7 separate regions of the Mus musculus genome follow, and regions 2, 3, 4, 5, 6 and 7 are each linked to region 1. A link is a contact called in public Hi-C, HiChIP or PLAC-seq and promoter capture Hi-C data. All regions are on one chromosome and are shown on one strand. The core of a region is the stretch at or near the end of the contact, and the rest is flanking DNA. Distances in the headings are between cores, read along the strand shown. Region 1 holds the start of Prpf4b (pre-mRNA processing factor 4B). Region 2 overlaps Cdyl (chromodomain protein, Y chromosome-like). Region 3 overlaps Cdyl (chromodomain protein, Y chromosome-like). Region 4 holds the start of 4930447K03Rik (RIKEN cDNA 4930447K03 gene). Region 5 overlaps Slc22a23 (solute carrier family 22, member 23). Region 6 overlaps Slc22a23 (solute carrier family 22, member 23). Region 7 has its middle 160 kb from the start of Cdyl.

The links. Promoter capture Hi-C pulls out the DNA fragments that hold promoters and counts their contacts. Hi-C and Micro-C count contacts between places; a contact is called where the count stands out from the background. HiChIP or PLAC-seq counts read pairs in DNA pulled down with a chosen protein or histone mark.
Region 2: a promoter capture Hi-C map of hippocampal neurons shows a contact between it and region 1, with 4 times the contacts expected there. The contact joins the enhancer-like site here to the promoter of Prpf4b in region 1. A contact is called at or near these places in 7 of 39 promoter capture datasets (the 3T3-L1 cell line, HPC-7-derived erythroid cells, cranial neural crest and 4 more), 9 of 115 datasets of contacts at active chromatin or transcription factors (astrocytes, effector CD8 T cells, embryonic forebrain and 4 more) and 1 of 9 other capture datasets (embryonic stem cells).
Region 3: an H3K27ac HiChIP or PLAC-seq map of differentiating embryonic stem cells shows a contact between it and region 1, with 10 times the contacts expected there. The contact joins the enhancer-like site here to the promoter of Prpf4b in region 1. A contact is called at or near these places in 5 of 39 promoter capture datasets (cranial neural crest, embryonic stem cells, hippocampal neurons and 2 more), 2 of 484 Hi-C or Micro-C datasets (nephron progenitors and olfactory sensory neurons), 13 of 115 datasets of contacts at active chromatin or transcription factors (the SCID.adh cell line, T-cell acute lymphoblastic leukemia, cardiomyocytes and 9 more) and 2 of 9 other capture datasets (embryonic stem cells and macrophages).
Region 4: an H3K4me3 HiChIP or PLAC-seq map of pro-B cells shows a contact between it and region 1, with 5 times the contacts expected there. The contact joins the promoter of 4930447K03Rik here to the promoter of Prpf4b in region 1. A contact is called at or near these places in 5 of 39 promoter capture datasets (the 3T3-L1 cell line, embryonic stem cells, frontonasal cranial neural crest and 2 more), 1 of 484 Hi-C or Micro-C datasets (B cells) and 14 of 115 datasets of contacts at active chromatin or transcription factors (bone marrow-derived macrophages, craniofacial prominence, embryonic forebrain and 9 more).
Region 5: an HNF4G HiChIP or PLAC-seq map of pancreatic cancer cells shows a contact between it and region 1. The contact joins the enhancer-like site here to the promoter of Prpf4b in region 1. A contact is called at or near these places in 11 of 39 promoter capture datasets (the 3T3-L1 cell line, the SN4741 cell line, cranial neural crest and 5 more), 27 of 484 Hi-C or Micro-C datasets (the AML12 cell line, B cells, the C2C12 cell line and 19 more), 20 of 115 datasets of contacts at active chromatin or transcription factors (SST interneurons, bone marrow-derived macrophages, cardiomyocytes and 14 more) and 3 of 9 other capture datasets (adipose tissue, embryonic stem cells and liver).
Region 6: a contact with region 1 is called in an H3K4me3 HiChIP or PLAC-seq map of embryonic stem cells, with 11 read pairs. The contact joins the enhancer-like site here to the promoter of Prpf4b in region 1. A contact is called at or near these places in 5 of 39 promoter capture datasets (the SN4741 cell line, cranial neural crest, embryonic stem cells and 2 more), 1 of 484 Hi-C or Micro-C datasets (embryonic stem cells), 12 of 115 datasets of contacts at active chromatin or transcription factors (astrocytes, a beta-TC-6 cell line, bone marrow-derived macrophages and 8 more) and 2 of 9 other capture datasets (embryonic tail and embryonic trunk).
Region 7: a contact with region 1 is called in a Hi-C map of cerebral cortex, with 2.8 times the contacts expected there. The contact joins the enhancer-like site here to the promoter of Prpf4b in region 1. A contact is called at or near these places in 2 of 484 Hi-C or Micro-C datasets (cerebral cortex and muscle stem cells) and 1 of 115 datasets of contacts at active chromatin or transcription factors (pancreatic cancer cells).

Annotation. Positions count from the first base shown.
Region 1 is chr13:34,873,602-34,877,353 of GRCm38.p6, forward strand. It overlaps Prpf4b (pre-mRNA processing factor 4B), which reads left to right and starts at 1,928. Exons shown (of 15, transcript NM_013830.3): 1 at 1,928-2,093. The coding sequence starts at 2,053. It overlaps Gm36839 (a long non-coding RNA gene), which reads right to left and starts at 1,639. Exons shown (of 2, transcript XR_382181.1): 1 at 1,568-1,639; 2 at 27-967.
Region 2 is chr13:35,804,129-35,807,880 of GRCm38.p6, forward strand. All of the region lies in intron 4 of Cdyl (chromodomain protein, Y chromosome-like), which reads left to right. Among named protein-coding and RNA genes, the nearest start is that of Rpp40, 100 kb to the right of the region's middle. Within about 2 kb of position 1,618, at least 29 of the 459 cell types and tissues checked have an H3K27ac peak or open chromatin away from gene starts, as enhancers often do.
Region 3 is chr13:35,770,099-35,773,850 of GRCm38.p6, forward strand. The region is part of intron 3 of Cdyl (chromodomain protein, Y chromosome-like); the gene reads left to right. Among named protein-coding and RNA genes, the nearest start is that of Cdyl, 110 kb to the left of the region's middle. Within about 2 kb of position 1,988, at least 22 of the 459 cell types and tissues checked have an H3K27ac peak or open chromatin away from gene starts, as enhancers often do. A contact at or near this core is called in differentiating embryonic stem cells, where this site is marked.
Region 4 is chr13:34,111,452-34,115,203 of GRCm38.p6, forward strand. It overlaps 4930447K03Rik (RIKEN cDNA 4930447K03 gene), which reads right to left and starts at 1,821. Exons shown (of 5, transcript NR_046184.1): 1 at 1,743-1,821.
Region 5 is chr13:34,206,141-34,209,892 of GRCm38.p6, forward strand. All of the region lies in intron 4 of Slc22a23 (solute carrier family 22, member 23), which reads right to left. Among named protein-coding and RNA genes, the nearest start is that of Gm52037, 10 kb to the left of the region's middle. Within about 2 kb of position 2,126, at least 18 of the 459 cell types and tissues checked have an H3K27ac peak or open chromatin away from gene starts, as enhancers often do. A contact at or near this core is called in pancreatic cancer cells, where this site is marked.
Region 6 is chr13:34,247,372-34,251,123 of GRCm38.p6, forward strand. All of the region lies in intron 3 of Slc22a23 (solute carrier family 22, member 23), which reads right to left. Among named protein-coding and RNA genes, the nearest start is that of Gm52037, 51 kb to the left of the region's middle. Within about 2 kb of position 2,105, at least 118 of the 459 cell types and tissues checked have an H3K27ac peak or open chromatin away from gene starts, as enhancers often do. A contact at or near this core is called in astrocytes, differentiating embryonic stem cells, embryonic limb bud and 3 more, where this site is marked.
Region 7 is chr13:35,500,478-35,504,229 of GRCm38.p6, forward strand. No RefSeq gene overlaps it. Among named protein-coding and RNA genes, the nearest start is that of Cdyl, 160 kb to the right of the region's middle. Within about 2 kb of position 1,779, at least 99 of the 459 cell types and tissues checked have an H3K27ac peak or open chromatin away from gene starts, as enhancers often do. A contact at or near this core is called in cerebral cortex and muscle stem cells, where this site is marked.

The DNA of each region.
Region 1 (3,752 bases), core at 678-3,177:
GAAAAAGAGCAAGCGATGACACTGTGTACACAAGTGTGAAATTTAATATTTCACATAGGAAAGGGCTAAAAATAAGCCAACATGTTCGGGCTGGTTCAACGTGGAATTATCCACTTGGGGGATGATTTTCCTTTACTTTGAGTTTGTCCAAATTCACAAATGCACAGAAGTATTTTAAAACAACAAAAAAATTACACTAAGACAGGCATGATGCCTCAAGCGTGTTAACACCAGTTTGGCGTCTTCCCATTAAAGGTCCAAATCCCAATTTTAAACCTAAGTGCTGCTCAAATGGCTTCTACACTCTTCAAAGACACCTGGAAACTCCAAGAGTCAACGGGTTTTACGATGCTCGTAATTTGTTTGTAGTCTGTTACAATTAGCCTATTGAGAGCTCACTGGGTTCCATGGCAACCGTGTACGAGATTAGTAGCTCTCCACAGAAATACACATATTTCAAATATATTTTTCAATTATTTAAAGAATGCCCAGCTCGTTTGGAATAATACTTGAAGCAACCACAGATGGTAGGAAAAGATGAAACGTTCACAAAGACACGCTTGCCTCCAAAGCCTCAACTTTTTGCATTGTCTGCCGGCGCCGTGGTCTCCACGGTGTCACCGAACAAGGCGGACCTCTACTTGAGGGATCTTGGGGTACGCTCAGACGCAATCTTGGCAAGCCGCTGTGCTGACGTTGCCGCAGAGGAGAGGTCGGGGCTGAGATCGGGAGGCGGAGACCAGCTGAGCTGGAGCAGGGAACTGGGAGGGCCTCCCCATAGCTGCCCGCCGCAGTTCTAACGCCACAACCACCGCCCGCAGCTTTGAACACGCCCACGCTTTCTTCTGGCCACCAGCACGCATGCGTCTCTCCGGCTGGCCAAAAGACTTCCGGGAAGCTGGTTCCGCTGTGCAGAGCTCACTTCCGTCCTGATCCGCGGAAACTGCGGCTATGGGTCGGGCGGTTCCTTTACCAGGGCCCCGAAGAGGAAAAAAAAAAAAAAAAAAAAAAAAACCCAAGGAATTGTAATTGTCTGGTCTGTCACTTTGTAAACGTTTCCTGCACGAGTAAGCTAATGTTTCAATATCTGCTAACAGTAACAGCTTGGGATGCCTTTAGGCATCGATTTCGCTCTCCAATTCGTAATAGCGTGGAAATGAACTTGGGTGAAAAAGAAAATCTTCCATGGAAAAGTTTTCCAGCACCAGCTCCTTTAGAAGTGCTTTATTTATTTTATTTTTTATTTATTTATTTTTTGGTTTTTCGAGACAGGGTTTCTCTGTGTAGCCCTGGCTGTCCTGGAACTCACTCTGTAGACCAGGCTGGCCTCGAACTCAGATCCGCCTGCCTCTACCTCCCGAGTGCTGGGATTAAAGGCGTGCGCCACCACTGCCCGACAAGAGCATTTTTATTACATTTATTTTGTGTGTCCGGGCTTAGAAGTGCTTTATTTTACTCTGTGAAGAATGGTGTCTGTAAATCGGAAATCGGTCTTATTTCAGTATCACCATTATCTCCAACGTATTCCTCCCAGAAACAGAAAACTTAATTCCCATATAAAGCATACCATAAAGAACAGAAGGTCAAAAGGGGACCTGGCAGATATTCTGGCTGTTTAAATTAGGCCAGGTCTACGAGCTCTCCGCTAGCCAATCAGCAACAAGGAGAGACACAGCAGGTTTCACCCACTACTGGATCACATGGAGAATCAGCTCTCAGCAATGCACCCGACCCCTTTCTTTGCTGCTGTCTCCAGCAGGTCCCTACACTTACACACTTACACACTCACACTTACACACATAACCAGCGCTCTAAGTGAATCAGGCCTTCTTCTCCCCACGGCCCGCCCCCTAGCCCCGGAAGTTACGTTCCGCGCCCCGCCCCCGGACGCCGAGTTTTTCTATCCGGATTCTTAGCGCGGACTCCCGAGTGCCGCTTTTCTCTACGTGCTCCGCACATGCGCGGCTGCCTGTCCCTTCTTCCTCCGCTTCCACTGGCGTCCACGGTTCGCCGAGCCGCCGCCAGCATCGCGGAGGAGTCGGGAAGTTCAAGATGGCCGCCACGGAGCCCCCGTCCCTGCGGGAGCAAGCTGAGTAAGTGCACCGCGCGGGTGTGTCGGAGCTGGGCCTCCAGGCCGGCAATGCGGGGGACGGCGGCGGCGGCGACCTGCGCGACGGGCGGGAAAGTTCAGGCCTAACGGCGACAGCCAAACTTTGCCTTGCCGCGCGCCGTGGGTGGTGCGGCGGGAGGCGTGGGAGCGGCCTGGGCTTTGCTGCCGGTGGGGCCGCGGCTGTTGAGGTGCCGGCAGCGCGGCCTGCTGTCCGTCGTTGCCCCGGGAGGCGGCGGCACGAGCGGCCTCTACAGGTCCAGTTAGCGTGGTGGCTGCTGCTGCCCTGAGGTCGCGCCTTCCTGCACCTCCCTGGGGGACCGTGGAGCTCTCCGATCTCAACCCTCGGTGATCTCCTTCCCTAAAGAGACCCGAGGAATAGTGGCGGCCGGCAGGCTAAGCCCCGCTTTCCTAACGCATATGCTATCCTTGCGATCCTGCTGATGGTAAAAGCAGAGACGGGGGTGCTAGGGTCACACTTTTGACTGTCCCGGAAATTGTGCTAGCGAAGTCCTTTGCCCTTTACTCTTCCTTCCAACCACAACCCGGTATTTCTCTGTCCATTGGTAGCTTATTTCTAACTTTCAAACTTGAGGCAAAGTAAGGTAGACTACCTGGGTTTTGAGGCCTGGCAGTTTTTTGCCCTAGTTTGTTTTTGCCTTTAGGAAGGGACATGGGAGAAGTATTAGGAATCGTTGCTACTTCTAAATCATTCTAATCTGTGTTTTTAATTAAGCGACTATAGAAGTATTTGAAGCCAAGAGAACACATCCTTGAATAAGCAAAAGGACTAGCTGTTGCTTAAAGAAGAGCAGTGTTTTGTTTCCCACGTTTATGCGAGGAAAGCTTAACTTTAAAGAGAATACCACTGAAGACTGGGTGGCAACAGCAACCCCCCCCACCCCCCACCCCCCAGTTACATCTGCATTATCTATGTTTTCAGCCTGTTTAGGAAAGTGTTTGATACCGTTTCCAGCAACTTGTGACAGATAGCTTGGTTTCTTTGCTGAGAATCTAGTTTGGGGTTCCCCTGTCATTTACTTTACTCAGCTTGACAGAGAATTTGTTTTTATTAAGTATGCTTGAAAGTTGCATTGTGGTTGTGACAATTGGGCTTAGCAGAGAACAGATAGGATTTTAAGATAGCTTATTGTCCAAGTTCATGGTGTGGCAGTTACAGGATGTTAGTTTAGCTTGATGGGTGTCTTCGGCTGTTCAGCTAAGTAGTTCTGGCAATCTGAAAAGTTCTTGGTATTATGTCCATTCACTTAATTTGAGGGGAGGATCCATTCACATTTATTTTGAGTCAGAGTCAGCCCTATTATTTGCGTATTTAATCCTATCTTTATAAGCGTGGGTTTGTTTAGGCTCTGGCAACTACATAACACTGATGGTAGTTTTTAATTTATCCTCCCTTCCCCCATAGAAATTGTGTAAATGGAATTCTTCTCAATGTGTCCTATTTTTGCTAATTTGAAAATAATTAATGGAGTAAATAACAGTTTGATATGAAAGCAGGCACTATGTGTGTTGCTGACCTAAATGGCTTCAAGTTACTCTGAATAGCTTGTAGTTACAGGAAGCTATTCAAAATAGAAAAATTAAGGGCACACATATTACATAGTTTACATTTTCCTTAAAGGCT
Region 2 (3,752 bases), core at 368-2,867, 930 kb after region 1:
AGGGAGACGCAGTCAGGGTTACTGACAGGGAGGGAGTGGCAGTGGGAACCGAGAGAGTAGCATCCCCAAAACAAGTGGCTTCAAGAGGGGATGATTAAGAATGCCAGGCCACATTAGAGCTTCGAGGCTTCAGGCGTGTGGAGGAGTAAGTTGGTAAGTCCTTTGTACTAGGTTTTGGGGGAGAATATTTCAGGGCTTTGTATACTTAGTCAAGCACACAATGGTAGATTAAGGAATATATATTCGTAAAAACTGACTTTACTTAGGGAATAAGAGTGGAAATGGGCAGTAACTGACTGGAAGAACACACAGACATGTGAAGAGAGGCGTCTGCCAGTGAGTACACAGAGCAGACCTTTGAGCTCTGTAGAGGCATCACGATAGGAGTCTGCTTTGAGATACTGATGCTACAAGATGGGTTTTTTGTTGTTGTTGTTGTTTTGGGGTTTTTTTGTTTTTGTTTTTTGTTTGGTTGGTTGGTTGGTTTTTTGGATTTTCGAGACAAGAGTTTCTCTGTGTAGACCTGGCTGTCATGGAACTCACTTTGTAGACCAGGCTGGCCTTCAACTCAGAAATCTGCCTGCCTCTGCCTCCCGAGAGCTGGGACTAAAGGTGTGCGCCACCACGATTTCTGTCGATGTAGTCAAGTCACCCTGCCTCCTAAACAGCCTTGTCTGCCAGTAGACTTCCATGTGCATGCAAGTGTCCACTTAGGGTTTGAGTTGTGTTTTGTGGGCTGTAGAACAGCCTTGTTATATTTCATACAGGGTTGAGTTTTATTCCTCTGATGGATGAGCTCTGTTAGCAGAAGGCTGGGTTTCTAACAACAGAGTAACAGCTTATAATTGAGAACATTTTTAATTAAACCCAGTGGGTGAGATGTACAAATGTTTCTTCTGTGAAGAGCCTATCTTGTGCCTGATATATTCTGTATTTAGTTTAGTTTTGACATGCTTTGGGGTTTGTATTATGTTCTTTGCTTTTCTTTTTGCTGTAAAATATGTAGCTAAAGCAGCTTAGAAGAGGAGATTCATTGGGGCTCACAGTTTAAGAGAACACAGTCGTGACAGGGTCTCAAAGCCAGGAGTTGCTCACTGTCACAGCGGAGGGAGCACAGTCAGTCATGACAGGGAGGCAGGGCTGGGAGCTACTTTTGTGGCCAAGGGAGCTTTGCTGACAGCTCTGCCGCTCAGGAAGTAGGTGACAGGTATGAGCCCACACTCCTCAGCCACCAGCTTCTCCAGCTAAGCCCTTCTAAAGGTTCCCAGACCACTTCTAACCTCCACCCGCTGGTTCAAACACACGAGCCTGGCCAGAGCCTTTATAGTCAAGTCATTACAGGGCTGAGTGTTTTGCTCATGGAACATGAGTTTTAAAGTGAGTGTTTTGGCAAAATTTTTAAAATTTAAGATAAATTCAGATAAACTGTAGTTTTTAACTTTTCTGTGGTGTTATGAAAATAGAGCCAGACAAAAAATTCCCAGCCTCAGAATTTCTAGTTATTTTTAGCCCCTCTACAGTTCCATCTTTGTCTCTCCATTTAATAAAGCTAGGCTGTACAGCATAGTACCAGTCATTCAGACACACAACAGAAATTCCTTTATGTGACTTTTTCAAGCTTTCCATTTAGCATGTTTGGTCTGTGTGGCCTGAGAGAAACAGCAACGCTGTCTGCTGTTGTGAGGCAGCTGAAGAGGACACAGTTGTGAAGTGAGTGCATGGTTGTGTTTGCAGTTGTGGCATTGTGTGAAGTGGTTCTGATTCACCCTGTGTATTCAGCACACACATGAAGGCTTGGTTCAGTTTGTAATTTGTGGAGTATAAAAGCAGCAGACACACACACACACGTTAATTTGTACCAGATGCTATTCTGCACGTATTCAGGAGAGAGGGGGAAGGGGGAGGAGGAGAGAGAGAAAGATAGACAAACCTGGGAATGTGGCTTATTAGCCTTGTCTTTTTTTCAGCAGCATTTCCCTTAATGTTTTTAATTTATTTTGATTTGGGTAAACCTCTTAAGAAGAAAGTGAATCGGGGCTGGCAAGACAGTTAGGTAGATAAACTCATTTGCTGCCAAGTCTGACAGCTTGAGTTTGATTGATTCAAAAATGGGTGGATAATGTAACAAGTGTCAGAACTTCCAGCGAGAAAGATCCGTTTCATCTTTTTATTCATAGAGAACTTTTGATCTCATTGAGGCAGAGTGGCCTTGTACACACTCACGTATGCGCTGTGATCTCACTGCTGTGCGTCTAGTGCCCACAGGACAGGGGAGAAGTAGATCAGGCCATCACTGTGCTGTGCGGTAGTCGGGATGGGTGGAAATTCACACATGCTAATAACCTAAGCAACAGCCTTTCTCCTTTGTCTTTGTTCTGGAAGTTAGCTTAATATGTAACACTTTGGAAAACATGTGAAGTGCAGCAGCCTTACTTCTGCCAACCTGCATTAAGAATAAACCGGGTGAATGCAATAATGAAGGTAGTAACACGAGGCATAGTGTGCTGGGCTTTAAGATGGTTCAAGATGGTTGAATGCCCGGGCACATAGGCAGGGGATGCAGCCACATGTAGCACAGCCATGGAGTCTTCCTCTCACCTGCCCACTGGCTCTCCTGCTCTCCGCCTGCCTAGCGTGAACATGTGTGGTTATCTCCAATTCCTTCCTTGGAATCCCTTAGCTGCGTTCCCAACTAGTAAGTAGACAGCTTTAAACCCCCCATGCTCACTGTAAGGTTGGGGCGCTCTGTGAAATCCACACTTGGCCTCCCAAGAGCTTCCTCACAGCCTGGTAAGCCTTACACTCGGGTGAGATGAGATGATATTTGTGTTTACTGGTGCTTCGTTTTTCTTTATGGGTCGCTTAGAATTTGTCCCACTCTGTTTGTAGTGCTGGCTGTACTGATGTGGAAGAGAAAGTTATGCAGTCTCAATCTTCTTATGCACAGCATCTCTGCCTGACTTTGTGGTGCCTCTGTTTTGTGCACATGCACATGTGTTCAGTGTTGGCATTGGGAATGGCTATGTGCTTCACCACCGCTTAGGCCTTGGGAACTATTATGCTGGGTTCCTCATAAGAAACTGTTGTGTAGCTGTGGGCCACTGTACCCCTGGTGGCAGTATTTGGTACTGTTAGTCAGAGGTTCTTTTTATGCCAAGAGCCGCGTAGATGGTCTTCTGTTATGTAGGCTGTGTGAGGTCGAGTAGAAGATGCATAGCTCTCAGGTGTATAGAATCTTAACAGACGTATGCACTTGTATAACTACTGTCTGCTAGACACCGGGACCGTTGTCATCCATGAAATTCACTGTGTTCCTTTCATCGCCTCCGCCACACACAAACTTTGTCTAGCATCTTTGTTCAAACGAGTTCTACCATGTAGCTTTTCACTGCCCAGCATACAAGGTTTGGTTGAATCAGTAGCTGTCCTTTGCTCTAACAAGCACCTAACATAAGTCAATTTACAAGAAATGTATTTGGGCTAGGAGTTTCAGAGATTTCAGCCCATGGTTTCTTGGCTCCAGCAGCCAGCAGCCTACCATGATAGGAGCGGGGAGTGGAGGAAGCCGCTTATCTCACCATATCCTGGAAACAGAGACACATATGGGCTGGAGTTCCCAGTGTCCCCTTCAAGTGTCACTCTTAGTTATCTTGTACTAGGAGACCAAGCCTGTAAAACATGTTAAGCAGTACAGTTGTTAAGCCAAGTACAGCTCTCCAGGATAGGAGGCCATGTTGGACAGTGAAACCGAG
Region 3 (3,752 bases), core at 738-3,237, 900 kb after region 1:
TTCCGTTTCCTGTGGTCATGCAAGTCTGAATTCTCATGTCTCAATTCATTTCTTTCTGGTTTTGTTTGTTTTGTTATTTTATGCTTTTTATTTGGGTCAGTTTACTTGCTTGTTGGTTTGTTTTACTTTTCTTTCCGATGATGGAAGAAAGAAAGCATACTTGCTAAACAGGTGTCGTTTTAGTAAATGTGTTGTTCCTGGCTGTGGAGATGGCTCAGTCAGTAAACCATTTGCTTTACAAGTGTGAGGACCCTTGTTTGTATGTGTTCCACATAAAAGCCTGGTGGTCAACTGGGTGTGGGGGGGCATATGCCTTTTTACAGCAGCACTTGCTAGGTAGACACAGGCGTCTGCTGAGCTCAGGCTGGCCACATAGAGACACACACACAGAGAGAGGGACCCTGTTTCAGAAACAAGCTGGTGGTGCCTGACTGCGCTCCAGTGTTGATGGAACAGGAAGAATAGGCAGGTAGATTGCTTAGAAGCTCCCAGGCTGGCCAGCTCGGCATACTTGGAGAAATTCCAGGCCAACGGAGAAACCCTCCAACAAGGCATCGAGGTACCTGATGGCGCGCCTGAAGTTCTCTGATCACCCTGAGGTTTAATTACTTAAACTACTTTGTTTAGCTCTAGAATTTCGACTTTCCTAGTCTCGGTTTTGAGATTGCTTTCTGCTCACTCATTGGCAACATGGTTTTTCATAAGTTTTTTGAACCTATTTCTTACTTAGGAATCACTTGGCATCAGATTTTACAGTTTTTGCTTATGTATTGGGTTTACCTTGCTGTTTTTCTTTTTTTGAAATTTGTGCATGTGCCAGAGACTCAGCCCTTTCAAGTTCTTAGGAGGGTTGCTGGGTTTTTATCGTAGCAGACGGTGGCGTTACACGGAGGCCAAGGACTGCGCCCCTATACTTACAAGCTGGTCAGTCCCTGCTGTGGTGGTCTTGCGCTTAGCCAGTCCACTCCCCTGGGCTTCATGTCCCTGAAGGCTGGACTGGGGCTGAGGATCTGACATAGACTTCCGCTTTGCCTGCTGTGAGTTCTACACACAACACACTGGAAGCTCTGCTGCCCTAGCCATGCTTGCTTGGGAAAGCAGATTTGTGGATTTGGCTCCGTGTTGGGCTTACATTTCCTGGGCCCAGCTTCCTTCTCGCCATGCTGCCTGTGGTCTACCTGGTGCACATGAAGCTGAGCTGCAGCAGTTTGTGCTTGTTCCTTATTACGCCTGTGTCCTGCACACAGTACCCTGCTTTTCTAGTTCACCTCCAACTCTTGAGTTCTGGTATGTGAGACCAGTTACCCCAGTGGTTCTCAGCCTGTGTGTCACAACCCCCTAGGGTTGTCACATGACCCTTTCACAGAGTCGCCAAAGACCATCAGAAAGCACAGATATTTACATTATGATTCACAACAGTAGCAAAATTATAGTTATGAAGTAGCAACAAAAATAATTTTATGGTTTGAGGTCACTGCAACATGGGCAACAACGGTTACGGTTGAGAAGCACCAACAGCAAAGACCAGCTCTTAACTGCCTGCCACAGGTTCACAGCCACGACTGTGGGGATAGGGTAGAACCTTAACCAGAAAATACAGACTCACCATTCTTACCTATTACCTATTACCTATTACCTGTGTAGTCTTTAGATTTTTCTTTTTAGTTCAGTTTTCACACAAGATATCTGCGGTGTCAGAGTAGCCTCTTCAGTACTCTGCTGTGAGAAAAAGTGTATTGTTCAGTTTCCCTGTAAATAGCAGGCTAGTTTGTTTCATGAACATGGCTTCCTGCTGAGCTGCCATTGCCTTTGTGGTCATTATTCTGTTCACATCTGAATCGAGATGATTTTGTATTAAACCCAACTGTTGGTCCCTTTCTTCTCAAACACATTTGAAGTTGTCTTGCGTTTCTCCAGTGGAGGGGCGGTCATCGAGGGTTTCTGGAACCGCAGCTCTAGAGCGCCCTCTCCTGTCCTCAGCAGCCACTTGAAAAGGTGCCCTGGTGTTGTGGAGCCCAGGGTCTGTCTGTCATTCTCCCCCTCCCCTTTGTTTAGAAGGGTCCTTCCATTTCCCTGCACCTGTTCTTTCTGCCCTGGTGGTTTGCTGTCCGCAGCAGTGTTTCAGTAGTGGTGAATTCTCCAGGGGCCCATAAGCCTTAGGCCACCGCAGCCAGTCTGCCTGCAAGAGTCCCTTGTACAGTCCCTTTTACAGTCTCACCTACAGGTGGGTGTCAGTACGCAGACAGCCCTAGAGGTGCTGTGCTGATGCTGGCTCCGTCCACTGTGCTGATGCTGGGGTACTTTGTCCCCTCTTCAGCCTGCACGGGTCCAATGCAGTGTGCCTTAGCTTTTGCTAGACTTTCCCTGCCCCTGGAGCACTCGGTAGCTTGTAGCTGTGGGTTACTACGTTGGGCCTGCATCTGAGGAGTACTTCTGTTAGGGAAAGCAGGGAGATAAAAGTTGCCTTCGCGCTCACCCATCCTCTGCCTCCTGGAGGTGGACAGGCTGGATCCTGCTTTGAAGGTTGGAATGATCTGCCATATAACGAAGACTGAGAAGTAGGTCTGTTTCATGTCCATTCCCTATTTGCCCTTTGACCTGGGGCCTTTCCTACCTGAAGGGACTTTGATCTGACCTCCCATCTCAACACCCAGTCCTGTGTCCCAGCTCTACATCACAGGCACTAGTGGCTTTTGGGGGGAATGCTTCCTTGATTTTTCAAAACCTTTCCATAAGTATTCCTGAAAATACCCCTCCTTGCCAGCTGAGAATGATGGCTTGTTTTGCAGTATTTGAAAAGCTTGCTTGCTTGCTTGCTTTCTTTCTTTCTTTTTTCTTCCTTCCTTTCTTCCTTCCTTCCCTCCTTCTCCTTCTCCTCCTTCTCCTTCTCTTCTTTTTTGTTTTGTGTTTTTTTTGAGGGTGTATGTATCCTGGCTGTCTAGGAATTCACAATGAACCAGGCTGGCCTTAAACATCCACCTGCCTATGCCTCCTGAGTGCTGGGATTAAAGGTGCGCCTCTGTCACCGCCACCACCACCCAGCTTAAGAGGCTAGCTGGCTCCCTCCCTCCCTCCCTCCCTTCCTCTCTCCCTCCCTACCTCCCTCCCTCCCTCCCTCCCTCCCTCCTCAAATCTTTATTTATTTTATGTATGTGAATATACTGTCATTCTGTTGAGACACACCAGAAGAGGGCATCAGATCCCATTACAAATGGTTGTGAGCCACCATGTGGTTGCTGGGAACTGAACTCCAGACCCCTGGAAGAGCAATCAGTGCTCTCAACCACTGAGCCATCTCTCCAGCCCTTAAGAGGCTTTCTTGTTTGTTTGTTTAAAAAGGGTCTCACTATGTAACTTTAGTTGGCCCGGAACGTGCTATAATCAAACTATAAACCAGACTGGCCACAAACTCAGAGAGATCTACCTGCCTCTGCTTCCTGAGTGCTGGAATTAAAGGCATGAACCACCACACCTGACTTTAGAAGGCATTTTATTCAACTGTGGGTGTATTTATTGTTCTAGGAAGGATGTCTGATTTACCATGTTGGAGAAAGTGAAAACTTTAGAAAGTTGTTTCTCCCATCTCCACCCCATGACTTACTTCTCTCAAGGTTCGGTTACTCCCTCTACTGTTTTAAACATTGGATTTTGAAGTGCTGTTGTGCTCTGTGTATATCCTTAAGCTTGCTACCTGCTTCTCAGGACACCAGTGCCAAGCCATCTGTTTTGCTAGAATTGGGCTCCTAGGTCAC
Region 4 (3,752 bases), core at 571-3,070, 760 kb before region 1:
GAAGAATCCCAGAGAACTTCCACATAAAACCAGGGGGAGGCTGAGAACCAGGGGGAGGCTGAGAAACCCACCAGAGTTCCCAAAAACCTCTGGAAGGGGTGGGAGAAAGTCAACGTTGTAATGGGAAATGGAGGCATTAAGTCAGAAGGGTAGGTGGGACAGGTCAGTCAGCAATTAAGGAAGGGGAGCTAAAAATGATGGAATGAGTTATGTCCACTTCCCAGAAAGCATTACACATCACACTAAGTTCTAAGGGTAAGGCCTAGTAGTAGAGCCATGCAAAAGGACCTAGGTTCAAAGGCCAGCACAACATCCTGAAAATCCTGAAGCAAAACAAACCAACAAAGCCACCACATTGGGAACTTATAATATGCACCCTGGAAGGCGTCTCAAATTGATTCCAAAAAGCATACAGACAGAGTTCTCCTTGTATGCAGCATTTGTCAAGTGGCAGGTATCAGTAAACATGGCTGAAGATGCTCAGTGGAGAAAGGCAAGGGAAAAAAAGGAAAGAATTTGTGGGCTTACTGGTGGGATAGCATCTGAAAACCATGGAGATGGGAAGGGCAGGAGCTTGACAGGTGCTGCCGCCCTTCAGTCACTTTCTTAATTCTGTCTTGACGTGTTAATGTTGCAAGAGGAAGGATTCACTGGGCTCTCTGCAGATGCCATGAGTCACAGCTGCCATGATATTCAGGAGTCTCCTTTTCAGGGGACAAGTGGCAGCCCCTGCCCCCCCCCCCCCAAGCTTGCTACAAGTCTAGGATTCCTGACTACTCCTCAGGACCACTGGATCAGAACGTGCATCTGATGGAGATTCCAGGTGATAAGCAGGCAATTGCCAAGACTAAGGAGCCAGATGTGGACTCAGAAGATCTAACCTGGGTCATGGCTCATCATAAGAAACAAGGACAAGAGGAAAGAGTTCAGGGTGTAGGGCATTGGGGTGCTGAAAACCCTGTATTCTCCATTTCCTTTGCTCAAGGCTTGGCAGTGGGATCACCTGATAGTAATCCATGGTTTTCTCCACAGAATTTCACAATTTCATATGATTCAACCTAATACTCTGGAGAGTGTCCAATGTGTGACTCATGCCTCCCACAGTTACAGCGTGGCACCGATGTAATCCTGTTCTTTGACCTGTATGCAGCTGCGGCTCCAGAGGAGACACTGGCAGAGGTGTGCCTTTCTGCTTAGGGAGTCAGACTCCTGTAATCCCTTTCACGTCATCAACAATGACAAGCCATAATAGTGTCATACACTGCTCATTTGTGTTCAACCTTATAATGACTGTACAACGATCATTTGAGATGTATAGGTGAAGAAATGAAACCACAGAGAGGTTGAGTAAGTTGCTCAAAGTCACACAACTTGGAAGCAAGAAGGCAGAGCAACTTGATGCCCTGAATATTTCACAGAATTTCTGAAGAAATGCCAGACTAAGGCCATGGAGACTTCCAAGATCATGTGCTACAGTTTGGATCTGGGATGTCCCACACAGGCCTTTTTGTTTAAGACATGATTCCCAGCTTGAAGAGGTAGAACCTGTAGGAGGAGGGACCCAGACCATTGGGGCTGTAATGGCTCTTGTTTAATTTTACTGAATCTGAAATACTTAGGAGACAATGGCTCTGGCCATGTCTCTGAGGGAGATTCCAGAGTTGTGTTTGGGGGTGGTGCTCCCCTCACTGTGGGTGACACAGCTGGGATACAAGCTCTGAGGGAAAATCAGTGATGCTTGCCTTTGTCTCTTGCAGAGGACTCCAGTCCTGTGGCTCCCACTGCCGCTGCCACCATTACCATCAGACTCTGACTTCTTTCGGCCTTCCATCCTGGAACGAATACCAATGACTCACCAGGAATCTGGAGCCTTTGGCTCCAGAATGGAATTGCTGTGGTATCTGAAAGTTCCAGAATCCACACAAGACACCCCAAGACCAAGTTCTTAGCACAAAGGAGATTTATTTGCCTCAGAGGGAGAAAGGGCAAGGAATAAGAGACAAAGACAGGAAATGAAGGATGAGGGAGAAGGGGAAGGACAGAGAGTGGGGGAAAAGATATTTGTCCCAGATTGACAAAGGACTGTCTCTGGATAGAGAGGAGACAGATATGGCCCACCTGAACATGGAAGTTTATAAGGGAAAAATGGGGGAAACCTGGTGCTAGGTGAGGTGTTTTGTTTTAATTTGGGTATGTTAATTAGGTGAACCAAAGGGAGCTTTTAATTTCTGGATTTCAATATTTTGATAGCTGGATCTTGGTAGTTAGCCTCAGACAGAAGGAGTGAGGGACCTTGGAGACTAGCTTCAAGAATATAATCTGTTTAGCAAGGTAAAGGAAATAGGGGAAAGGCAAGGTCTGACAGCCATGTTTGCCATTCTCAGGTCTGTGTTTGCCATGCTTGGGCCTGCTAGAGCCCTTCAGTATCCAGCTTTGTGCTCTGAATAGCCTCTCCTGCATACATACAGCCTTTGTCAGGTCACCAGAACCTTATTATGCAAGCCACATGCATCTATGTAGACATACACTCACATTCACCTATTCTAGTCTTCTAAAGAACCTTTGGCCAATACAGGGACCTACAGGGACCCTGGTACCCTGGGACCCTGGCTTCCCCCTCTTCTCTTGGCTTCCCAGCAACCAGGAGGTATACTTATTTACTTCCTTTTTTTTTTTTTTAACCATATTCGCTGGCCATGATGTGCTTGCTCTGTTGCCACAGTCCCAAAGTAACAGGACATAACCCAAAACCATGAACCCAAATAGTATTTCCTCTGTTCAGTCCGCCACATTCGGAATTTTGTCTCCATCGTGGAAAGCCAGCTGGTCCAGAGGCAGTGGAAGGCTCTGTTAGGATGACTTAGGGATGTGGAGATTGCTCAAAGGATAAAGTGCTTGTTGTATGTGGTAGTCTTGTCAAGTCGACACACTGTGGAAGGGAGGCCTGGTGAAGAACTGTTGAGATTGACAGTGACCTAGTTAGCATTAGCTGTGGATTTGACACAACCTGGAATCACTTGAAGAGTCTCAAGTAATTATCTCTGTCAGGTTGGTCTGTGGTGTGCCTCTGTGAGATTGCCTTGGTTTTTAAGAGATACAGAGGCCCTTCTGACTGTGGAGGGCAATGTTCTCTCTGGGCAAGGGGCCCTGGGAAATGAAAGAAAGCTGGCTCAGTGTGGGTTTAGGGGTGAGTGAGCCAGTAGATGCTGCATCTCTATGGCTTCTGCTTCAAGTTCCTGCCTGAGTTCCTGCCCTGGTTTTCACCCAGTGATGGACTGTTACTGGAAGCCACAATAAAGCCTTTCCTCTTCTAAAGTGCTTTTGAGCATGGTATTTGACACAGCAATTGAATGAAACAGTCCCAGGTGCCTGTGGGGGGTGAGGTGGGGGGAATTGATTGGTGCCACTGAATTGAGGCTATGCAGCCTAAACATGTCTGGCACCATTTCCTGTGGGGCCTGGGCTGTAAAACTGAAGGCAGGGGATTGGAGCAAGCCAGAGTAAGTACCTCCTTCCTCTGTCTCCTCACTATGTAATGCTTCCCAGAGTCTTGAGCTCTAACCACCGTGGCTTCACCACGACCATCGACTGTAACGTAGTGTGTGCTAAAAGAAACCCCTTCTTCCTTTAGTTGTTTCTGTCAGGGCATCTATCCCAGCAACAGGAATAAAACTAGGACAGAGTGTAAACATAAAGATTCGAGTTCAGATCCCCAGAACCCACGTAAAAATCAGGAACGTCTAACTGCAGTC
Region 5 (3,752 bases), core at 876-3,375, 670 kb before region 1:
TAAAATGGTCTCCCTGGTAGGTCTGCTTTCTGTTTCTCTGTCCCTCCCTCCTCATTTCCTTTCTCTCTGCCTTTTCTTTTCCAAGAAGATCCAACGAAGCAGCCCATGCTTGACTAGAACTCAGAGAAACCCTTCTGCCTCAGCCTCCTGCGAGCTGGGATTACAGGCACACACCACCCACCCACTCCCTTGCTGTTTCTTTATGCTAAATGGGAGCGTGCAGCTTGGGCAAACTCTTCCTGTGCTCACCCCAGCATGTGTATGGCGGAACGTGGTGACTGAGGAGTGGACAGTAGGAACAGGTTCCTAACTCATCTTCCTGATGTGCAGCCGACCTAAACCCAGGCCTGCTTGACCTTTCCCAGGTCTGTTGTACATTGCAGTCATTAGCTGTGCAATTGCCCAGTGAAATCAGCAGTTAAAAATGAGTACAAAGGAACACGTTTCCTTCTCCCCCACCAGAGTGTCAGCATCAGGCCCAGGACAGAAGCGAGAGAATTTGGGGAGAGAGTAAAGGCATCTTTCTCAGACAGAGAGGAGGCTAGACATTAGAGTCAGTGCAGAGAGACCCTATGGTAAAGCCAAACAGTATTTTCCAGATTGAAAAAAAAAACAATAAGCACTGGTCTTAATGGAGTCCAGGATGAAGAGAGCCATGTACAGCTCAAATGCGCTGGCAGTTTGCGGTGGGACCCTTCTGGGACTACTAGAATAGGGAATAAATAAGACAAGTCAATTTAAGTCTAGACGCTATCCTGTTCTTTACTGCTGGTAACGCCATACAGCAGGTGTGAAAGCTACTCTTTGAAAATTGAGGTGTATAGCAACTAATAATCTGAGCTTGAGTTCTCTGTTCTATTTTAATTCATTTTTTGGGGGGGAGGGTAGGAAGGGGGGGGAACGTGCTGTGAGCTTTTCCTAACTTGTCACCGGAATTCTACATGAAATGTGAGCAGTTTGGATGCTTGCAAATGACTTCTTTATATTTTTATGTCTTGAGTTGATTCAAACAAGCACAATGACTCTGAAGTGGTCCGTGTGCTTTACAAGTCTCAAGTCTGAGATGAAATACGGTAATGTGAAAGAACATAAAAACAGAATTTGGGGTCGTTTGATGAGAAGGTAATAATTAGAACTTTTCTCATTTTCGGAAATTTGCAATAAAGAAAATTTTGTTATTTCAATTTGTAGTAATAAATATATACAACTGATTAAAATTTTAAAAAACTGGTACATGGTATAAGGATGATCATTAAGGTTTAAAAGCAATGAATTGTCTTCTTGTCCAGTGGGAGAATCTAATATCAACCAGCTTCCTATCAGGACAGCCTTTTTTGTTCATTAATATATCACTATACAAAAGAAGGGATTTCACTATAACACTTTCATTAACATACATCACACATTAGATCGTATGCCTCATCCCCCTTCTCACCCCTCGCTTCTTTTCCCAAGCAGTTTCTTTCTGTTTGAATGCCTTACCTACTTGCTCCTGAATCTAGATTCTACACAGGAGAGAAAATTCACACTCTTCATCTTTCTGAGTCTGATGATGACTTCCAGTTTTATCCACATTTCTGCAAATGTTAGAACTTCTAACATTTAGAAATGGCTAAAACTCCATGTGTATATACACAACATATTTCTAAGTTCACCCATTGATGGGCACCTAGACAGACTCCATATCTTGCTATTGTGCTACTGTAAGCATTGGGTGTGCATGTCTCTGTGTTCATTGACTCGGTCTTTCTAGTGTACACACCCAGGAGAGATAATAGCTATGCACTGGCAGCTTTTTAAGAACCCTCACACTGATTTCAATAGAGGCTTGGGCTGCCTTTTGGAGAGTTCATTAAACACACACGCTGGTGAAAAGCCAATTGGGCAGTTCTCTGAGTAAAAAGCATGTGTGTCCTGTTTAATTCACTGCACTAGGACATTTACTCATAAATAAAGTACAGAAAGGAAATAAAACCACCAATGCTTTATTAAATTAGTTGTACCCTTAAGTCTTTCCTTTATTTGTTTTGCAAAGTGTTTAATTTTAGGGCGATACCCGTGTACACAGACACACCTTCCTGCCTGTGATTCAACAGTGACATCATTCACAGAATAAACATGTATGGAGCAGTTGGAGTCATTAGGGCAAAGAGCCACACTTTAGGCTGCAAGAAGTTATTTTGTTGGGAAGGAAAGCATACTAAACACATACTGCACCACTGCCTATGTCCCAGCCCAGTGTGGAACTTCGACCAAGCAGGCATACAGGCAGGACACAAAATCGAGCCCAGAGAGGACAAAAGGTCAGTATAACTTCATGGAGATGACCTTTCCATATGTGCATACGAAAATGAGTGTAGAAGGAACTCAGGGCACTTCTGATTCAAAGAGATAACTCTAGCTCTAGTTGTTGACTCTCTGGGTATGATCATGTATGGAACAGTTAAAAAAAATTCTAGAGGGGCTGGCAGGATAGCTCAGTGGTTAAGAGCACTCTTTCAAAGGACCAGAGCTCAGTTCCCAGCACTCACATGGTCGCTAACAATCATCTGTAACTCCACTTTCAGGAGATCCAACATCCTCTTCTGGCCTCTATGGGTACTACATGCATGTGATGCACAGAGATACACTCAGGCAAAATACCCATTCTAATCAAGATAGATAAAATCTTAAAAAAAATCTAGAGAGTCCTCAAAGAAAATAAAGAAACAGCAACAGACTCAAAGGTCTGAATGGAATTAAACACAATTGGAAGTTATTCAAAGGTGTCCAGTGTGCTTCACGAACTGAGGTCCCATAATCCCCTGGGAAAATGATAGTAGAAATACACCAGAAAGTTGCTGTGATGTTAAATGAGTCCGTTATTCATCTGGGTCTCAATTTCTCTGAATCTGTGAAATGAGATCAGTAGACTGCCACAGAAGCTTTGGCAAGCTAGAGCCCCCATCTTATCTGCTGAGATTTGAGGCTAAAAGTCACCTCTCAAAGGCAAAACTATGCTACATTGTGCATAGCATCCTCATAGTGCTTGCTACAGGCTCAGGCCACTTGGTGTCCAGCATCCTCATAGTGCTACAGTCTCAGCCACACTGTGCACAGCATTCTCAGAGTGCTGCAGGCTCAGGCAGGGCACACGAAGTCTTTGACATTAGCCTTTTTACAGTGGACCAACCCTGCATACATAGGGATTGACATGACCCTAAATGTTACTCTGTTCATGCCTTTAGCAGATAAAGACCTGAGATTTAGCTCCCATACAGACACACCTATAATCTGTAACATTATATTGCATGCAGCTGGTGCTCATCCACCCACAAACCCCAGTTAATATTCTCCACTTTCTCACTCTTCCTCCTGTGGAAGTGATTATCAAGCCATAGAAATCAGAAGGTACACAGGGCATGAAAGGGGCAAAGCTGTACAGGGAACTGATTTGACACCATTTGCAAGTGATACAGAAAATGTGGTACTCTGACAGACAAAGTGGTGCAGACCTATAATCTCAGCGCTTGCCAGGCCAAGGCAGGGTGATAGCAAGCTGGAGGCTAGGTCGGATTAGAATAGTGAGTTCCTGGCCAGGATGGATCATTTGGCAAGACCTCATCTAAAACTATAAAATATAAAGGAGCTGGGATGAACTCCTCAGTGGTTGAGAGCTCCCTTAGCATGCACAGGGTTCTAGATTTAATTACCAGGAAAGGGGGTGGGGGTGGGGTAAGGAGGGAAAGAGGCAGAAGAGATGAATTTGCCAC
Region 6 (3,752 bases), core at 855-3,354, 630 kb before region 1:
GTGGCCCCTGGCATTTGGGGTATTCTCTCTTTGATGTGAATCATCTGTAGTGTATCCCTGCAGGTGCTAAACAGGGTAGGAATATCCTTTCTTTCCTCTCCCGGCACCTCTTCAGAGCCTGGCTGGTAGTTAGCCTGTCAATGTTGGTATAAGCTGTTTTTATTATATTAGGATGCATCATCTCTCTTCCTACATATCATTGTGCTTCTGTTTGTCAGAGAATATTGAATATTCAACCAACCAAGTAGTTTAAATATCACACTGTATGGGGAGATAGAAAGGGAGAGGGGAGAAGAGAAATTCTTGAAACAACTTAGAAATGAGTTGAATGGGAAAGTGGGAAGAACTCTAGCATGCTTTACGAGGACAGGTTTGTTGCTTCTAATGCTCTCCCATACAACCTTTGAAGAAGGGACCCATACTGGGGTTTTAACTCCTCCATCACATGATGGAGATGATCACCACCAGGGAGTGTTAACTCTTCGTAGACTTCTAAGCCTGTGTTCAACAATCCGGAGGAAGAGGTAGCATCACAGATGCAAGATTCTTTCCAGACACTAGATGATAATCGTGACTGGAGACACAGGCACACGTGTGCATCTTCATTAAACTCTTAATCTGTATTATGTGCAATGCATGGAATGCTTTTGTTTTTTAAACACCGAACAAGAAGCATCAAGTGGACTCTAACCTTAATCTTCTGGGATGTGTTGTAGACTGACTGCTGTATAACCTTGCTGTCAAGAAGGGTCAGAAACTTAAGGAAACGACCCCTGCCCCCTGCCCCCTGCCCTGTTTTTGTACAATTCATGGCCAGCTTGGCGCTAAGAATGACATGACACTTTTAAAGGGCTGTGAAGCTTGTATGGAATTAAGATTTTAGCCCTCACAAACAATGCTTTGTTAGAACGAACACAGCTTTTAGCTTCATTCCAGACTGTCCCGGCTGCTATTGCATCTGAACAGCAGTGCATGTGAGAAGATGAGGCGGGAGGATTTGAATTTAAGGTCATTCTGGGCTATAAGGAAGGGAGTTACTGAGCTGCGGTAGCAGGCTCCCCACAGCTGCAATGTTTCTGTTCTAGCCTTTTATAGAGGTGACAACACCTGCCCCAAAGGCTGTGGAATGGACCATCTGACCAATTTGTAAAACAGGATTCAGAATGGGGTGTTCTTGTCATGTGCTTCAGACTTCTGTCAGAAAAGTCAGTAATGTTATTTTTAGAAACGCAAACAGTGGTTTTGTTAAAAGACATGACTCCCAGAAAAAAGGACGCCCCAAACCACATCAGAGACGGCCCAAATGGAACATGGGGGCAGCAAGGGAGAAGGCAAGAAGACCCCCCTGTCTGTACTGAGAGGGGGAACAATCTAGGACCATCAAAGAGCATTTTAATTTTTAATGCTGTTCTCCTTTTGAGGCATTTAATTTGTGGCGGGAGAGAAAGATGTGTTCTCTAAAACCATCCCTTTTTAAATTTACCAACTGATGGCTGGGAGCCTGCATTTTCGCTACCAGAAGTAACGCCAGGCTGGGCGATTTGAACACTGTCCATTTAAAATTCAAGAAAGCAGCGTCAGATGAAAAGTACCCTCGGAATGCCTGCAGACAAAGGCCTCATAAAAGGCTAATGCTATTTGTCTAGAATTACAGGAAAGAAAGTGAGGGCTGGAGAGGCCCTCTAGCCCCAGCCTTTGTAAGGCCCCCTTGATGGAAAAGAAAGCTCCCCATTAGCATTCTAGTCGGGGCTCTTTGTCCAGTGTAATCTGAGGACTGTGGAAAGAAAGCGCCTGGTGATTTAACCTCCTTGGGTGGAAAAAGAAGAGAGGGGGGGAAGGGGAAAGGGAATCTCGTGTTATCCACTAGTGTTGGCAGAAAGGCACATGCCATGATTTTATGGGGCTGGGGTGATGAGCTGGGCACCCCAGGGCTGTGTCCAGAGAATGCCAGGCTGTGCACAGCACTAGGCCGACAAAAACCCAGCGTATAGGCACAGAGTCTGGATGAAAGGCCCTTTCTGTCATTCCCTAGCCCTCCTCCCTCCCTGCTGCTCTGGAAACCTCTCTAGCCTTCACCCTTTTTGGCTCTGCCTCAGATGGGCGCACTTCAGGAGCCACAGTGGATCTCCTCCCTGTCTCCTCCCTACCCGACACCATGCCAAGAAAGCCAGAGGGCCTTACGGATGCCACATTCCTACTACTTGTCACCGATACGGTCACCAAGGAGACTTGTTGCTTCCCTGGGGATAACCAGGAGACGCAGGTTGTAACACATTTGTGACAGAGATGCATGTCCCTAGATGAGCAGGATGGAAGGAAATGATGTCAAGGCCTGGGCCACACAGTATAGATGGTAGAAGCATCTTGAGGATGCCAGAGAGCCTCCTGTGGACAAGCCAAGCAGGGCAAGAGAGAACAATGCCCAAGGGACATAGTGGCCCGAAGCCCAACTGGCAAAACTGCTCCTCTCTGTAATTAGAGTCAAGGTCGAAGTACCCTGTTGTCTCCCTTCTATAGAGTCTAGGAATCCCAGGCACATCAGAACAGGAGGACACAAGAGAACAGTGAGGAAAAGAGGAGCTTGTCCTACAGAAGTGCAACCCTTGAATACAGGTCCTCATGTGGTGATGGCCCCCGACCATAACATTATTTTCATTGCTACTTTATAAATGCAATTTGACTGCTGTTAAGAGCTGTAATGTAAATGTACTTTTGGAGATAGAGGGCTGTCAAAGGGCTTGTGACCCACAGCTAGAGAACCACCGTTCTAGAAGACACATAAAGTCTCTTGTCCTGATACTGACTGGGGAATCTGCACACACACACAGATACATAAGGGCACACATGAAATACATAAATATAAATACAAACATGGTTTAGGAGTGCACACGAACACACACATATACAGAGAATGAGAGGGTGAGAGAGAGTGTGTGTGTGTGTGTGTGTGTGTGTGTGTACCCTGAGTCTCAGCTGCTCTGGTATGTTTACTAAGGACACCTGCTTTAAAGGTTCAATTTCTCCAAGCTTCATGATCTCCACCTTACTCTCATTTTCCCATCTGACAATCAGGAACTTGTTATTTGGGACTCACCTGGCTCATGGGAAACGGAACCATGAGAGTCTATAAGTCATGTTCTTACCTCCTATGAAAATGTCCAGACTTCTTTAGTGCCCGAGACTTAGTGTGACTTACCGGTGTTCAAAAATAAAAAAGGGATTGCAAACTGACCTTAATCCAAGTGTGGGATTTTTGCCAAGAAGGAAAAACACACAATGAAACAGCTAGAGCAGCAGGTGGGAATACCTCCATATGACATCTGCATAAATGTGTGTGTGTGTGTGGGGGGGTTGCACACATCTGGAAGGGGATCAGATGGCTGTAACATTTCCATTACATCTGAGAGCCTGTCTCACAGACCCAAGAACCTTCCTGTCATTCACAGACCCTCTGGCTATCAGCCATGTTCCAACAGAACTGATGAATAAGGTGGGAAGTCTTAAGGACTTAAAAGTAGGAAGTAAATATAACTACTATGCAAATATTGACAAATACCACAGTTCATGAGTTTAAGACTAGCTAGTGCTCAACTTAGTCTAAACTACACATGACAATTGGCTGCCTCAGAATTTAAGAAAAAGAATCCTTCATTTCTGGAGATCTCTCTCTCTCTCTCTCTGTCTCTGTCTCTGTCTCTGTCTCTCTCTCTCTCTCTCTGTCTGTCTCTCTTTGATAGGGTTTCTCTGTGCAG
Region 7 (3,752 bases), core at 529-3,028, 630 kb after region 1:
CTGCATTTCAAAGGACCTGGGTTTGAGTCACAACAGCCACACTGCAGATCATAAGCTTCTGTAACTCTATTTCCAGGGGGATCTGATGCCGTCTTCTGGCCTCTGTGGGCATTTATTTGCACATGTAGTGCACAGAACCACAGGTGCCACACATACAATTTAAAAACAATGACTAAAAAAACTTTACAAAAACATGTTGTCAAAACACAGATATACCCCTATGCCTTACATACCTGCAAGAATAGTTTATTAATGAACACTGAATTCTTCCAGTTGCAATCACAGAAATTTCTCATGGAATAAACCCATCCCATAGTCCTATAAACCTACCCAATTACAGGCTGTCTTCTACCTTCCTAAATGGTGGATTGAGTTTCTACTCTGGTGGACATCTGTTTTAAACTATGCTTGGGCCCACTCTGGGATGTAAAACTGTCTTGTGCACAGTGATGGATCAACACCCACCCTCAGCATTTTCCCTCCCTCCAGGAGAGCAGCAGTCTGGTCCTCTAGTGGCTCTGCCTGCTAGGCTGTAGCGGGAACCGGCTTTCATGGCAGGCACTGTGATGTTTGCAGTGGTGAGGCTGGAGACCGTTTCCAGAAAAGACACAGGCTCTGGGAGTTTGCCGAGCACTGACTGGGAGCACAGTGTTTCTAGTCAGGGTATCTGGACTTTGATCTTGGGCCTGAGGGAGCCAGGCAGTGATGGGTTGAGAGAGGAGAGGATGGGGCCTGGGTCTCCCTGGGATACTTGCTTCTGGCCCAGATCCTTATATTTTAAAGTGTGTAGCACATTTGCCCCGTTTTAATGTTGGAGCCCCTAAGAGAGTACACTTAGGAATCAGCTCACACAAGCTCTGCAGAGATTATCAAACACCCAGAAATTTTGCAAGCCAGTTGTTAAATTAAGCCACTTCAAAATTGGCCACAATGGGATTATTTTTACTCCATGGAAATCAACAAAGACCACAACTCAGGGTTGGATTTTCTCTTTTTTTCCACAGGGCTCACATCCTGCTGCTGTCGTCTCACTGATTTCAGGAATATTTTACATCCCTCCCACATGCTTTCCAAAATTCTCACCAGAACCCTGGCCAGCTACTCCTATAATGTTCTTTGCAGCATTAGTCCGGGGTTCTGCTATCTTTCTAAGAGATGCTAGGTTTCTTGCCCTGGCCTTCTGTGGTTTCTCTCTGCTTAGAGTGCAAAATGAAAACAAAGCGCTCAGTGTCAGAGAAAGATCATTGAGACACACCTTCAGGGCATTCTCCAAGTCAGCAGTACCAGAGGGCTCCCAGCTTGATTTATTCTCAAGCCCTACATCAAGTGGTTCACAAAAATATCATGTAACCCGAAAACACAGAAAGAGAGCACTGTTCTCATTTCTCAAACCGTATGCAGGAAGCAGGCAGCTCTGACATCTTGCAGTGGTGGCCGAGGCCCTTCTGCCAGGCAGCCTCCAGCCCTTCTGCCAGGCAGCCCCCACTTGGAGCTTGTCCATCCCTGCTTTCTGGTGAGCATATCCTGACTTCACTCCAGATGGTGGGAGTCAGGCGAGTGGAACAAGACACGAGCTTCCGCCGGATGGTAAAAATGAATGACGCTAATAAATATGTCTTTGGCCACTTGGCTAGCCCACCTAGCATTCAGCCAAGACACCCTCCTAAGTTCCTAAGACCCCCCTGTAACAATTTCAGAAGTGTCCCACGACCCAGCACACACTATTCAGGTCAGACAAACAGCAGAATACTAAGAGAATTCCTTTCCTGCCGAATCAGGAACAGGCTAGACCTGTTGAGAATTCTTGTAAACTACCCATCTGTGAGTCATATTTGTATCACCCTGAGTGACTGGATTTGGGGTTAATTGCGAAGTTTGGCCAGCTGCCTCTGCAATTGGCTCAATTAGTTATGGAGGTTGGTAAAACAATGATCTGAGGTCACTGGCAGATTCAGACCAAGGGGCAGCAAAATTGAAAGTGGAGAAACCAGCCAAATTAAACCAAAGAAAAGGCCAGTTTGCAGCTATGTGGGAACGACGCCCAGCATGAAGCCAGGGAGAGCAATTAGTTAGAAATATATCGAGTTGTTGATAATTGAATATCTTAATTTGTAAATGCCAATTTTATATGATGTGGCCGGATAAAATGACCCTATTGATTTCCAAGGAAGTACCTATTGCACATTTCAAGATTGCCTGGGCTGCAGACAGGAGAAACACAGCCCAGCAGGAAAAAAAAAAAAAACAACAACATGTATGTGGTGTGTGTGTGTGTGTGTGTGTGTGTGTGTGTGTGTGGTGTCTCACATGTTTTCCCTGATTCTAACATGTTCTTCACAAACACAGTTCAGAGGAAGGAGCTCTGGCTGAAGGCTATGGTGACCTATACTTACACTGCAATTGACTTGCTATATGGCCTTAGTAAAGATGTTTCCCTGCTTTAAGTCTCGTTCTTTTCAACTGAGGTGACATCACAAACACTCTCATGATGCCAAAATGAGCTGATGAATTGCAATGTGGTGTTTTGAGGTGCTGAGTGCCTCGTAGATTATTCATAAAGGCTGTATTCATAATGGTTATCAGCCCCTATGGATATGTGGGGGTATATGCTCCCTGGGGAGAGAGTAAACTTTGAATGCAATTGTAACGGAGTGCCCCTGTGTTCTAGTGTCATTTCTGATGGTAAACAATGCCAACACAGTAACAAATTGCCAGAGAGTTTTTCATTAGTCATCAGAGTGTAAAAGATTTGATAAATAACGAGAAAATGTTGGCTCTTTTGAGGTGGGAAATCCATGTTATTGACAAGAGCAAATTACATTTCTTTGAAAAGGGTGGGGTCACGGGTTTTAGAGTATTTGCCTTGCTGCTGGGATAAATGAACAGCCGCCCCCCTCCCCCGGGAGCTCGTAAAAACTGTCCCCAGCCAGCCCCAGCCCAGCCCCCACCCTCACTTTGTTCAATCATTTGTGTGACAAGGCTGAGTAGCAGCCTGGCGTGGGCCCTGAAGACAGAGAAAGAGGAGAGAGACTCAGTGTTCGCAGAATTTGGGGAGCCGGAAATACAACGGCAGCGGTAACATTGCTTTGAGGAGGTATGCCAGGGAGTCTGGGGTGTTATGGTACCCTCTGTTCTCGTCCAGTCTTCGATTCCCAGCAGCTGCCCACTGCTCTTCAGCTCTGGCGCCGAGCCGGCACATGCCTCCCTCCAGAGCCGCTGCCAGCCTCACTCCTCCACCAGCAGCTGTTGGCCCAGCCCCGGTAGGGCAGCATGACCGCTGGCACCAGTGTGAGCAGGGCACATCTGCAGAGCGTCCCCTGCCCTTGGCTTCATGCCTATGGCTTTATGCCCTACTATGCAAGAGGTTCCCAGCTGGTGCCACTTGACAGGACCCCCTTCTTCACCATGGAGGCTGCAGTGGGTTAGCTTTTTCACCCCTGAGATGTTCCACTCTGCTGTGAGCAACGTGGCGTTTTCCAGACACATGTTCATCTTTAACATTTATTTCCAGACTTAGGGGGTGTTGTTAAAATTCCACTGGTGACCTTTGTAGAGTGTAAATGAGTTAGCCCACGGGTGTTAGGAGGAAATGGTATTTTAAAAACCAAAGCACCAAACACACGAGGATATTATGCTAAGTGAAATGAGCCAGTCACAGAACAACAAATATGGTTATGATCCACTTACACGAGGTATCTAGATTAAGTCAAATTCCCAGAGGCAGAATGTAAAATGGGGACTGCTGCCAATGG